Linked DNA regions of Sus scrofa: regions 1 and 3 are each linked to region 2. Evidence: chromatin contacts called from public HiChIP or PLAC-seq data. All regions are on one chromosome and are shown on one strand. The core of a region is the stretch at or near the end of the contact, and the rest is flanking DNA. Distances in the headings are between cores, read along the strand shown.

What was found. HiChIP or PLAC-seq counts read pairs in DNA pulled down with a chosen protein or histone mark.
Region 1: an H3K27ac HiChIP or PLAC-seq map of alveolar macrophages shows a contact between it and region 2. The contact joins the promoter of RPL10A here to the promoter of PPARD in region 2. A contact is called at or near these places in 2 of 5 promoter capture datasets (fetal skeletal muscle and skeletal muscle), 9 of 47 Hi-C or Micro-C datasets (alveolar macrophages, blood, embryonic fibroblasts and 5 more) and 2 of 2 datasets of contacts at active chromatin or transcription factors (alveolar macrophages and skeletal muscle).
Region 3: an H3K27ac HiChIP or PLAC-seq map of skeletal muscle shows a contact between it and region 2. The contact joins the enhancer-like site here to the promoter of PPARD in region 2. A contact is called at or near these places in 5 of 5 promoter capture datasets (fetal liver, fetal skeletal muscle, liver and 1 more), 28 of 47 Hi-C or Micro-C datasets (adipose tissue, alveolar macrophages, blood and 13 more) and 2 of 2 datasets of contacts at active chromatin or transcription factors (alveolar macrophages and skeletal muscle).

What each region holds. Positions count from the first base shown.
Region 1 is chr7:31,324,945-31,329,075 of Sscrofa11.1, forward strand. It overlaps RPL10A (ribosomal protein L10a), which reads left to right and starts at 2,819. Exons shown (of 6, transcript NM_001097477.2): 1 at 2,819-2,884; 2 at 3,245-3,319; 3 at 3,403-3,483; 4 at 3,837-3,985. The coding sequence starts at 2,880.
Region 2 is chr7:31,220,894-31,224,761 of Sscrofa11.1, forward strand. PPARD (peroxisome proliferator activated receptor delta) reads left to right here and starts at 1,649. Exons shown (of 8, transcript NM_214152.2): 1 at 1,649-1,778.
Region 3 is chr7:31,287,043-31,291,039 of Sscrofa11.1, forward strand. PPARD (peroxisome proliferator activated receptor delta) reads left to right here. Exons shown (of 8, transcript NM_214152.2): 4 at 2,660-2,814; 5 at 3,569-3,707. Among named protein-coding and RNA genes, the nearest start is that of RPL10A, 39 kb to the right of the region's middle. Within about 2 kb of position 2,504, at least 36 of the 83 cell types and tissues checked have an H3K27ac peak or open chromatin away from gene starts, as enhancers often do. A contact at or near this core is called in adipose tissue, alveolar macrophages, fetal liver and 6 more, where this site is marked.

The DNA.
Region 1 (4,131 bases), core at 1,569-4,068, 110 kb after region 2:
TTATAGATGAGGAAATTGAGATGCAGGTTAAAGTAACTTGCCCCAGATCAAGAGTTCCCACTGTGGCTCAGTGGTAATGAACCTGACTAGTATCTATGAGGATGTGGGTTCGATCCCTGGCCTCGCTCAGTGGGTTAAGGACCCAGCGTTGCCATGAGCTATGGTGTAGGTCGCAGACTTGGCTCGGATCTGGTGTTGCTGTGGCTCTGATTAACCTCTAGCCTGGGAACTTCCATATGCCATGAGTACAGCCCTAAAAAGACCAAAAAAAAAAAAAAAAAAAACCCAACTTGCTCTAGGTCACATTGCCAGTAGCAGTAGCATCTACTGGAGGGCCCTGTAGGTTATGGTGAGGGGCTTGGACTTTATCTTGAAAGTCAGGTATTCACTTGGCTCTTTCCCCTTTTCTCAGGAGTCACAGGTCTATTTGATGATTTGGTGAAAGCTATACATATATATATATCTCCCAGAAAAATGAAAGTATGCACATGTTATGCACAATTTCAGCAGGCTTCTGGATCCTCTGGAGACCCTGTGTAGATCCTGGAAGAAGGACCTCCTTCAGTGGGAGGCATCAGAAGTTATCCCAGGGCCTTCAGCTGGAGTGACTTGATCAGATTTGCTTTCTATAAGGAACCTCTGGCCTTTGAAGGAGGGGGAATTGGAGAGTGAAGATACAGGGCAGAGACAGGTCAGGAGGTTGTAGCAACAGGTCAGGGAAGCAAAAGAATGGCCCAGAAGAAATGTGGCAGGGGAGTGTCTCCGAACCTCAGTTTCCTCATCTGTAAAATGGGGTGTGTGTGAAGATTATATGAAGTCGTGCATATAAAGTGCTGCCACATGGTAGGCACCTAATAATTGTCAGTTGTTAGTGTGGCTGACACAGCACGCTGTGCAGTTAGAATCTGAGCCCAGGTCTCCCTGAATCCAAAGACCTTGCTTAACCATGGTGGGATAAGGAGGTTAGATTGCTCAGGGGTCATCTCCTGCTGCCCCGCGTCCTGGATTCCTCTCTTCTAGAAAAAGAGCCCAGGGGCAGAGGGGAGGGAAGGGATCGGCTGCTGGAGTCCTGATGCGATTCTTCCTTCTCTCCAGATCACTGAGCCCCAGAGGCTAGGCCTGGCCACAGCCCTAGAGCTCAACACCACTTTCCTGAGGAAGTCCCTGCTGGCCGCCCTGAGGCATCTGGCTCCCTGACGGTCCACCAGAGACCACCCTCCTGGGGCTCCTGAAGGACACTTCTGCCCTCAGCACCTCATCCTGACCCCTTGCCTGGCCAGCCCAGGGATCAGCTGCCTCCCTGTTCCCGGCTGCAGAGCGGCTGCCTGGGTCTCCCAGCCAACAGGATGGGGCTGGGGCTGGCTGAGCTGTATTACCAAGGGCTGCCGACCCTGGGCTCCCTCCCCATCACTTCTACCTCAGGCTGTGGGACAGAAACTTTTAAGACAGGCCTCAATAGGGAAGTTCCCTTGTGGCGCATGGGGTTAAGGATCCAGTGCTGCTGCAGCTGTAGCACAGGCTGTAACTGTGGCGCAGGTTCAGTCCCTGACTCAGGAACTTCTGCATGCTGCAGGCATGGCCAAAAAAGAAGGGGGGGGGGCAAAGGCCTTAGGTCTCAGTAGGGTCAAAGCAGACCCAAAGTGGATGGATGATGCTCCAGGAGCCCTGGGGGACCTATGTGCTCAGCACAAATCTCTTGTGCCCAAGTGTATGTTATGATCCTCTGTGTTCTTGTTTCTGACTTGAAAAGTAATTTATCAGTGGTATTTAATAAAAAGCAGGAAGTTCAATTATGTGTTATTCGAAGCAGTGCCTGCTTTCCTATCATCTCTGGACATTTGTTGACAATCAACATACACCCCCCCCCGAGCCCCCACGCCCAGTGACAGGGGGCACCTTTTTTCCCTGGTGAAATGCTCTATGAAGGGAAGGCGGTTGAGTTTGAAGTTCATTCACCTTCTGTGGGCCGGATCATGTGTGGTACCACCCATCCCAGCCCTGTCAGAGCTGTTGGTTGAGTAGGTGGGGCTGTGCATCCCGCCCTGGGAAAGGGGGGCTTGAGGGTGCGAGTCACTCAGCCTGGAGTTGGGAAGTCTTCGGGGCAGATGGCATGTGAGGAGGCATCTGAAGGGCTCTTGAGGTTACTGTGAACGGAGAGGATGGGGGGCCTGTTGGACAGAGAAGAGGCAGAAAGGGTGTACAGTACTGTGGGCATGTCTGTACTAAGCTAAGCTATATTTTCCCACAGCACTTAGCTGTTCATAGTAAACGCTTAACCTATAGATATCATTGAATCAACTATCAGGTAAAAAATTTCATTACAAAACCTTTCCCGCTCTTTCCATGGCAGGCTCAGAGGGTCCAGGAACAGAACTCTTTCTCACAACTTCCTCAGAACCGTGAGCCCCGTTAGAGCAAGATGATGAAGGAGAGAGGTCAGGAGTAAAGCCTGTTTTTGAGAAGAGAAGCAGATGCGGAGGGCAGGTGGAACCAGGCGCACGTTTGTGTGATAAACATGCAGGAGGAGCTGCATCTTCTTAGCGGCCATCAGGGTGCGGTGCCCGGCAGTGTGACTGCTGTACTTCCAGCCCCGGACCTAGCCTCTTTCCTAAGGGCCTGGCAGCAGCTGCTGTGAAAGGGAGCATTCTCAGGTGCGCCCTGGACCACCGCGGCTCATGATTGTCCTCTCGCAGACCTAGCCTTGCAACACGCAGCAGCGGCGCCCTCGTGCGGCCGCAGACAGCGGCGCTCCGGGAGATTGAGGGAGGGCTCCGGTGGGAAGCCGCGGGAACAAAGCATCTCTCGCGAGAACAAGGTCCTATTTGAGCGCATGCGCGAGCTAGTCACTTTCTTTTCCGGTTATCGCTGCGCCAGGCACCATGAGGTGAGAGTTACTCCATGCTATCCGCACTCATCCGCTCTGCCGGGTGACCCTGTGGGAAGGGAGACACAGCGAAATCGGAGGTCCTTGCTCCTTGCTTCGCTGAAGGGCGTTTGTTGTCAGGTTTCGGCCTTCAGGCCTGGCGTTCGACTTAGCGCGCCAAGCTTGGTCGCCTAAGTCGGGTGCCACTTCGGCGAGGTTTGCATCTGCTTCTTGGGTCCACATCGCCCCCCTTTGGTGGCCGGAGTCCCCAGGAGTCGGTCGTGGACCTTCCTCGCGTCTCTAAACATGAGGCTTCTGACCCCCGGAGGCAGTGGTCATGGCTCTCGGGTCCTGAGCGCTCGTCTTGTTTATCTCTTGCAGCAGCAAAGTCTCTCGCGACACCCTGTACGAGGCGGTGCGGGAGGTCCTGCACGGGAACCAGCGCAAGCGCCGGAAGTAAGCGCGGGCCTCCGCGGGCAGGGCGGGCTGGGCTGGGCCGGGGAGCCGCGGCCCCCGGCTAACTTTGTTCGCTCTCTAAGGTTTTTGGAGACGGTGGAGCTTCAGATCAGCCTGAAGAACTATGACCCACAGAAGGACAAACGCTTCTCGGGCACCGTCAGGTTGGCACCGTTCTGACCCCACCCAGCCCTCAGTGTCCCCGTGCCCGGCTCCTCCCTTCAGGCTCCTGTTGAGCCCGAGGCGGCGGGGCACGTGCGGCCCTGAAGTGCGTGGGTAGTTCAGACCCCCTGCTCCGGGCAGGCGTGGCTGGACGGACCCCCACCCTGGGTCTTAAAAGAAGAGGGGAGGCGTGGGGAGGCTTTGGCCGAACCCGCCGGCTAGTTTGAGAAGCCAGACTAGCTGCTGGTGAATGTGGACGCTCTGGGTAAGGCTCAGTGCTGTGGCGGTCCCAGACCCCTTCACCTGCACGTGGGACCCCGGGCTGCGCATGACCTGTTCTGTCCCCCTAACGCAGGCTTAAGTCTACTCCCCGCCCCAAGTTCTCCGTGTGTGTCCTGGGAGACCAGCAGCATTGTGATGAGGCCAAGGCTGTGGATATCCCGCACATGGACATCGAGGCACTGAAGAAACTCAACAAGAATAAGAAACTGGTCAAGAAGCTGGGTGAGCGGTTCCTCGTGTGATTTTTTGTATAAGTGTTGGGGTGGGGGCAGTTCTCGTGGGAGCGGTTTGTTATGAGTGGTCTTTCTGCCACTTAGATTTCAAAGTGCTGGAGTAAAGTCATAAAGATACAGTGACAGAAAGGATGT
Region 2 (3,868 bases), core at 399-2,898:
GCCTCTTCCTGAATGGGAAGCTGGAAGAATTTGGGTTTTTTTTCTCCAGAGAGGATGGGATAGAGGAGAGAAGGATGGGGCAGGGAGAAGAGGTAATAATTTGGGAAAAGGCCAGGCCCTAAGGGGTAAAGAGCCAGTCATAAAACCTCAAAGGAGGGTACAGAAAGAACTTTAAAAGAATGTCAGGAGTGTGAGTTTAAACTGTTTGCAGGAGTTCCCTTCATGGCTCAGCGGTTAACAAGCCCGACTAGGATCCAAGAGGATGCAGGTTCAATCCCTGGCCTTGTTCAGTGGGTTAAGGATCCAGCATTGCTGTGGCGCAGGCCAGCAGCTGTAGCTCTGATTTGACCCCTCACCTAAGAACTTCCATATGCCGCAGGTGTGGCCCTAAAAAACAAAAAACAAACAAATAAAAATAAACTTTGCAGTGCATCATATGACTATGCCCCAGGGCTGGGGGCATCCTAAACTCTCTACCCATGAATGTTTTGTGTGGGAAGAGGTGTGGGCAGTTCTCGGGAAGGGCTAAGTTTCATTTGGACATTTCTGAACCGTGTGACTGCAACAGCCTGGCAGAAGCTGGAGCCCCGGAGACAGAGAGATTTAGAATTGAAAGCTGCCAGAAATTTGCAGAAATCTTAGGGAAGGCTTTGGCTTCTACAAACCATTACTTCAATATCAAAGGCAAGGAGGTTAACATCTGAATGACAAAAGTAGTGTACATTCATTTCAAAAAGTAGAGAAGAAAAAAAAGAAGCAGGCATTCCTTTGCGGAGCGGTGGGTTAGGGATCCGGTGTTGTCACTGCAGCAGCCTGGGTCACTTGCTGTGGATTGGGTTCCATCCCTGGCCGGGTTGCATGCTGCAGGTGCAACCAAAAAAACCCTTCCCCAAAACCAAACCAAAACAAAAGACCATCGTTAAGAAGCAAGAATAGCGAGTCTCCCTTGTGGCTAAGTGGAAACGAACACGACTAGTATCCAGGAGGATGTGAATTCGATCCCGGCATCTCCGATTTGATCCACAGCCTGGGAACTTCGCATGCTGTACCTGCCACCCCACCCCGCCAAATCGAGGACATAATTTTCTACAACAGTATGGAGGATGTTCCCCATTTAGGCGAGCAAGCATATTAAATAAATAGGAAGACAGGTAAGAAGTCCAGAACCATACATTTCTAGTTGCAGAAGCCTCATGAGGGAGCGAAGCCCTTTTGTGAAAATTATAGGCAGCACAGTTTCCTCCAGGAGAATCTGGATACCCAATTTGGATATCCAGGTTCTAGCCTCAGCATTGCTTCTCACTGCAAGTCACGTAGCTTCTCTGGGATTGTTTCTTCACTGGAAGGATGAGGAGATGGTACGAGATAATCTCTAAATTCCCTTCCAGCTTTAAATTCCCTTTTGTGATATTTGCCACACCTGTTTTACTAGCCTTGGAGCTTCCTCCCCGGCTCCTCCCCCAGCAGCCGCGCCACTGGCTCGCACCAGAGGGCGCTCTAAGCGGACCCAGGGCAGCGTGCGGTGGGCGGAGTGGTGATTCAGGGGAGTCTCCAGAAGCTCGGTAATTGGCCGCGGTCCGGACGGAAGGGGGCGTGGGGAAAGGGGAGGGGACGAGCTGCGCGATGACGTCGACTGGCGGGGGCGGGGCTGGACCGCGCAGCGTGTGACGCCACGGCCGCCGCGGAGCTGGGATTAATGGGAAAAGTTTTGGCAGGGGCCGGAGGACCCTGCGGAGCCTGCCGGACGGTGGCGGTGGCGCGGGGGGCAGCCAAGTCAGGTCAGTCTGGATCCGGGGAAGTGGATAGGCAAGCAGCGGAGGGAAGCAGCAGGCCTGAGCTGAGGCGGGCAACGGGGCTGGAGCGCAAGGCCCGGCGGGCTGTGGGGTAGGGGAGCCGCAGGGGTCCTTGGACCCAGCTACAGCTGCTTCCTGTTGCCTCCGGCCCCCCGCCGGTCCACGGTCGTTAGTTGCTCTGCAGGCGCCCCGCTCTGCTGACCCGGTGCCCCCAGGCTTTGGACGCCCATCCCTGTTTAAGCCTGAACCGCGGGCCTCCCCCCAGTCCTCCCCCCCGCACCCCGCACTCTGTGTCCCCTCTTTGGGCCTCTTACTCCGTCTCCTCCCACTTCTGTGTTCTGAGAGCTGGGTCTCAGGTTGGAGGTCCTCTCCCACTCCCCACCCTTGCCTCCAGGCTCTTCCTTCATCCCTTACCTGGTACCCAAATCAGTCGCCCTCTCTACCCAGGGTGTCCTCGGAGATCATCTCTGACCCCTCGTTATCCTGCCTTTGTCGTCCCATCCTTGCTCTCTCAGTCTGCTCTCTTTTCCCATCCTTATCCTTTCCTTACCTGGTGTTAAGCTCCCCGTCGTCTTCTTCGCGGTATTAGGCTTTTTCAGCCGGTGTCTGCAATCCCAGTCAACCTACGCCCCTCCTACCCAGGTTGCCCCCAGAGGCCCTGTTTTTGCTTCATTCTCTGATTTCCTTCCAGTTAGCCCTGTCCCCTGCATTCCTGACACCCGTCTCCCTTCCCTCCCAGTTCTTTGCCTCTGCTTCTGGGAGAAGCATTAGTTCCAAATACAACTTTGCTTTCCTTTGACCTGCAGTTGAGAGAGTCATGGTTTGGGGGCGGGGGTGTTCAGCCCGCGATTGAAGTAAGAGACTGAATGTCAGCGGTAAATAGCAGGTATGTCTGTGTGGGAGAATTTACTGGGGCGTTGCATCAAGGATCATGTCCAATTTGTAGACCATTCTTCTAATCTCAGCTCTAGTACTTCCCCTTTATGGGTCTGTTGACTTCCAGGAACCCTTGAGGAGAGACTGGCCGCTGAATTGGACCTGTGCCAGGGGTAGCTGGAGGCCTTATCCAACCCTTTTCCCCTTCCAGGAAGCAGGGCTTTGTGGCTTTACACTCTGGATGTACTGTATACATTTAAGTCATGATACCCCAGCCTGTCTCTGCCCTCACTCCCACCCTCCACCCTGTACCCCATCCCAAGAGCTAAAAGAAGTCTCCAGAAGCTATGCCCCAGAGAATGCCTGTGGTCTTCAACCTTTTTCCTCTGTACTGGCTCCAGAACATTTTTTTTTTTTTTTTTTCCTGTTTGAGTTTTGAAATAGATTGCCAGCCTGATGGCCCTGGGGCTGGCAGCTATTTGTCCCTTTTATTGTTGGTGGTTCAGACTACCTGCTGACTTTTCCTTCTTGCCCATCTCTTACCCACTGAATGTGTCGGGGCTTCTAATGTCAGTCCCTGAGCAGGTGCTCTTGAAGGTTCTCCTCCCTCCGTTTTTCCTTGGGAGCTTGATAGCCTGTCACTCCAAGCAGGAGACTGCCACTAAAGTTGTGTTCCCTTTGCCCAGGCGTAGCATAGGGTGTCAGGTCAATATCTGTCTGGGCAGGTTGTGGGGCTGCATTAGTTGGACATGTCAGGAATTTGAGTTGCCTCCAGTCACAGAGATGGTCCTCTCTGGGGCTAGAAAAACCCACCACCTTCGTGGTGCATCTGGATGTTTAACCTTCTTGGGGGGCCGAAAGCTTGAACTCCTTTATTTGATGTTGGTCCCCTGGAGAGATCTTCAGGAAATAACGTGTGCTCTGTTTCTGCCCAGTCCTGATCTTGGAGGATTCGGAAAGCATGACCCACTCTCACGTTTGCAAGTGAAGGCCGGTTGTTTCCCCGGCTCTGGGTTTCTAGGTCTCCTCTTTTGAGGATCATGCTCTGTGTCTTTGAGCCAGAACTGGACTCAGAATTGGCAGCCTTCAGGAGCTGTGGTCGAGAGCCAACTGAACTGGCCAGGCCAGACTTGAAAGTTTTGGAATCCTCTTGTGTGCAGACCCTTTTCTGTGAAAGGAAGGGGCTCGTGGATGGCTGA
Region 3 (3,997 bases), core at 1,254-3,753, 67 kb after region 2:
TAGCTCTGATTAGACCCCTAGCCTGGGAATCTCCGTATGCCCCAGGTGTAGCCCTAAAAAAAAGACAAAAGGAAAAAAAAAAAAGAAGAAGAAGAACATTCTGTCATCATTACTTCAGGTAGGATATGATTGTGATTGGAGAATAAGCCCTTAAGCCAGGGGGTCAACCAGGAAGAAACAGAACCTTTATTTTTGGAAAATTCACCCCCAAGTGATGGGGGTACCACAGTAAACACAAATCCCCACACCACCCCCACCCCGGAGGCTGCACGCACACTGCCCACCCATCCCCTCATCTCCCTGCCTCTTCCTGCCTCAAGTGTCAGTTACTTGTGTTCTTCTCCTGTTCCCCTCAGATAGGCAGGAGTTCCCATTGTGGCTTAGCAGTTAACGAACCCAACTAGGAACCATGAGGTTGCAGGTTTGATCCCTAGCCTTGATCCATGGGTTAAGGATCCGATGTTACCATGAGCTGCAGTCACACATGCAGCTCTGATCCCTCATTGCTGTGGCTGTGGTGTAGGCCGGCAGCTGTAGCTCCGATTGGACCCCTAGACTGGGAACTTCCACATGCCACAGATGTGGCCCTAAAAAAACAAAAAAGGGTGTGTCCTTGTCCCATTACTCTGAGCTGCCAGACCTTCCTGACTGCTGTCAGGTTTGCCAGCCTGTACCTGTTTTCCAATCACCCCCCTCCCCCGGTGCCCCTAACAGCCCTGGGCCTGTTTCCCCCAGTCCACTTTGCAGCCCCCTGACCAGGGCCCCTCTGGGGCACCCCTCTTGGTCTCTCCTTACAATCCAGAGCTCTGACCACCTCGGTAGTCCATGGGGCTTGGGTACCTTGGCTTCTCCCAGGCTTCCCGGTGGTCCTGACACCCCTGAGCAGGGGCCAGTGCAGCCCAGGTCTTGTTTGGGGCTCTCCAGGCCTCATGAGCAAAGGACCCCACCCCAGGCTTGGGTTTCTGTGAAGCTGCGGGAAGGGGAACAAACAGCCAGAAGAAGAGGCATGATCGCTGCCTTTGTGGGACACAGCTTGGGAACTGCAGAACCACAGCTCCCGTGTCACATTCTCACCCCTCTTCCTGCTGCTTCTGAGGACCTGGAAGCCAGCCTGGGAGTCACCTAAAGCCCTGACCTTTGAGCCAGGGAGGGGAGCAGTCACCTTGCCTGACAGCCTCACACCCAGTGATGGCTCCCTCGCAATCCCGCCCTGCACCGCCTGCCCCCGGCCAGCCCTGCCCCTCGCCGCCTTGTGTTCTGCTTTCCCCCCACCTCTTTCCTTCTTGGGCCAGTTGAGGGCAGGGTCTGACTGCTGCCCTGCATGCAGCAGGTGCCCATCAGGTGTCCACTGAATGAAAGAGGGGGGCAGGGCCAACAGCAACCTGGTGACCAGACATATGCCAGGCCTCAGGGCCCCGAGGGTGACAAGGAAGGGCCACCAGGAAGTGACTGGTCACTATGGACATGGCTCGATGGAGGATTGAGATCCAGAGGAAATGTGCATAGAGTCTAGCAGAGGAGGCAGACGTGCAAACCACAAAAACAACACTGCTTTCAAGAAGTGCCAGAAGGCGAACATGCACACAGACTGCACACATCAGGGAGGAGGTGCCGGAAACCCTCCCTACCCCCTACCTAGCACCTGCTCAGCTCTCTGCAGAGGTTTTGATGTGTTAGGTCGCTCTCCCAGCGTCTGGTAGCGGGAGCTCTGTCGCTCCTGTGACACCGCTTCCAGGAGCGGCGGGCCCTCCACCACTTGGTGCTGAGGTCCCATCACCCAGGCAGCTTGAGGAGTCGCTGGGTGGCTGCTCTGTACCCAGCAGCAGCGCCCTGGTGGACAGGGTTCCGCCCTGTGGCCCTTACCTTTTGGTGGGGGGCACCCAACACTGAGCCAGTACGAAGGCTTTGTGCTCCCAGGCTTCTGGCTCCCCACAGCACGTGCCCAGGAGGTGGAAGGAGCAGAAAGGGGGGCACCGTCACACCATTGGAATGACCCAAGTTTGGGGGCTAAGGCTCTGGGACAGGCCAGGGACTCTTGTCGCCCTCCCCTGCCCAAGAGGGGAGCAGCTGCTGTGCTCCCCTCCCCACGGCCTGGAGGGGTCCTGCTGGAGGCTTTCCTGCTGTCACTCCTGGGAATCCAGTTTCTGGGGAAGGAGGGGTGGGCCCTGCCAAGGCCTGCACTCTGTGGCCTCCACAAAACACACCATGCATGGTCCCCTGTAGCCCACACAGTGGAGCCTCTTCAGCCAGGAGAGCCGCCTCCTGAGGACGATCCAAAGAGAATCTTCAGGCTTCTTCCCTCTGCTCCCCCTCCCCAAACACAGCCACCCCCCACCCTCCCGCTGAGGGTGGGTGCAGGCGGGGAGGCTCTGACTACACAGATACACTATCTAGTGAGGCATTTCGGGAACACCTGCTGGGCGTCAGGGCTGGGGCAAAGCTGTGGCCACTGCTCACCTCCTGTCATTAAGCCCGTGTTCTAGATAAAGAGGCTGATTCTCGGAAAGGCCACGTAGATCTTAGGTGACTGAGCCAAGGCTGTGATTTGGCAAGGCCGGCTCTTCCTGAGGTCTGTGTGGCCCTGGGGGCTCCAGCCACCTCCCCCCCCCCCCCCCCCGGCCTGGCCGACTGTGACCCGCTGCCCCTGCTGTGTCTGCAGATCTCTCCCAGAGCTGCTCTCCACCCGCGCTGCTGGACCAGCTGCAGATGGGCTGCGACGGGGCCTCGTGCGGTGGCCTCAGCATGGAGTGCCGGGTGTGCGGGGACAAGGCATCAGGCTTCCACTACGGAGTCCACGCTTGCGAGGGGTGCAAGGTACGGGCAGTGGAGGGGTGGCTGCCTGGCGGGGCTGTGGTCACGTGCTGAATAGACCTGCCAGAAAGGCTTTCCCTGCTGCGGGGCGAGGCCCTGACTGTACCCATGGCGGAATTCCTACTTGGGAGGCAGCCAGGCCCTTGCGCGCCTTCCAGGCTTAGCTCTGGGTCCTGCCCGCCATTCGTGGTGCTGACCCAGCCTCTCACGTGGGCTCTCTGGGCTGCTGGCGCCCCCTGGGGACTGGACACGAGAAGACAGGCAGGACAGGATGAGGGTCTTGGGCTTGAGCCCTGTGGTCAGGGTTTCCTGTGCCTTAAGGCCCCAGGGGGCGCTCCGATAAAAAAGGAAACGTTGTATTTCTTTTTCCAGTGGTGCTTGTAGGTTCTTCCTCCTTACTGCACCCCCATCAAAATTTCACGTCTTATTTTATTAAATGACTCTCCAGGAAAGATGCAGAACCACATTTATGAATAAACCAGCTTAGCCACAATATAATTTTATGTTACCAAACCAACAAAAACGCACTTGAAATCAATATGGCATCATATTTTAATTATTTCAGAAGGTTTAGAGTTGTTCACTTTCCTTCTCCCTCTCCCTTCCCAAAGTACTTCCCCCCATCACTTCCAAGTTGAGGAATTGCTCCATCCTGATGCACAGTCGAGCCCCCAGCACGGCCCCACGGGCAGCGCAGGAACCATCTTTCTCCCTTCTTCGTGGCTTTTCTCACCCTCCCTCATCCGCTGTCCCACAGGGCTTCTTCCGCCGGACAATCCGCATGAAGCTGGAGTACGAGAAGTGTGAGCGGATCTGCAAGATCCAGAAGAAGAACCGCAACAAGTGCCAGTACTGCCGCTTCCAGAAATGCCTGGCGCTGGGCATGTCTCACAACGGTGAGCCGGCCGGGTGGCGCATGGGCAGCTGGCACGGGCATCACGGGGCCAGGTTCCGGGAGCCCAGAGACAGAAGGGAGTGCCCTCAGAGCAGTGCCCGACACCGTGGGCACGCAGGTCGGCCACTGGCCTTGCCAAGCTTTTCCTGATTTGCAGCGCCACTGGGTTAGCCCCTCCCCAGACCTCAGGGTTGACTGAACTCTTCTCACTTCTCCTCTGAGAGAAGCCAGCTGCAGACCCTGCTGGTTACTAGGATTTCTGAATGCTCCCCAGGGGAGTAGTTGTGTTTA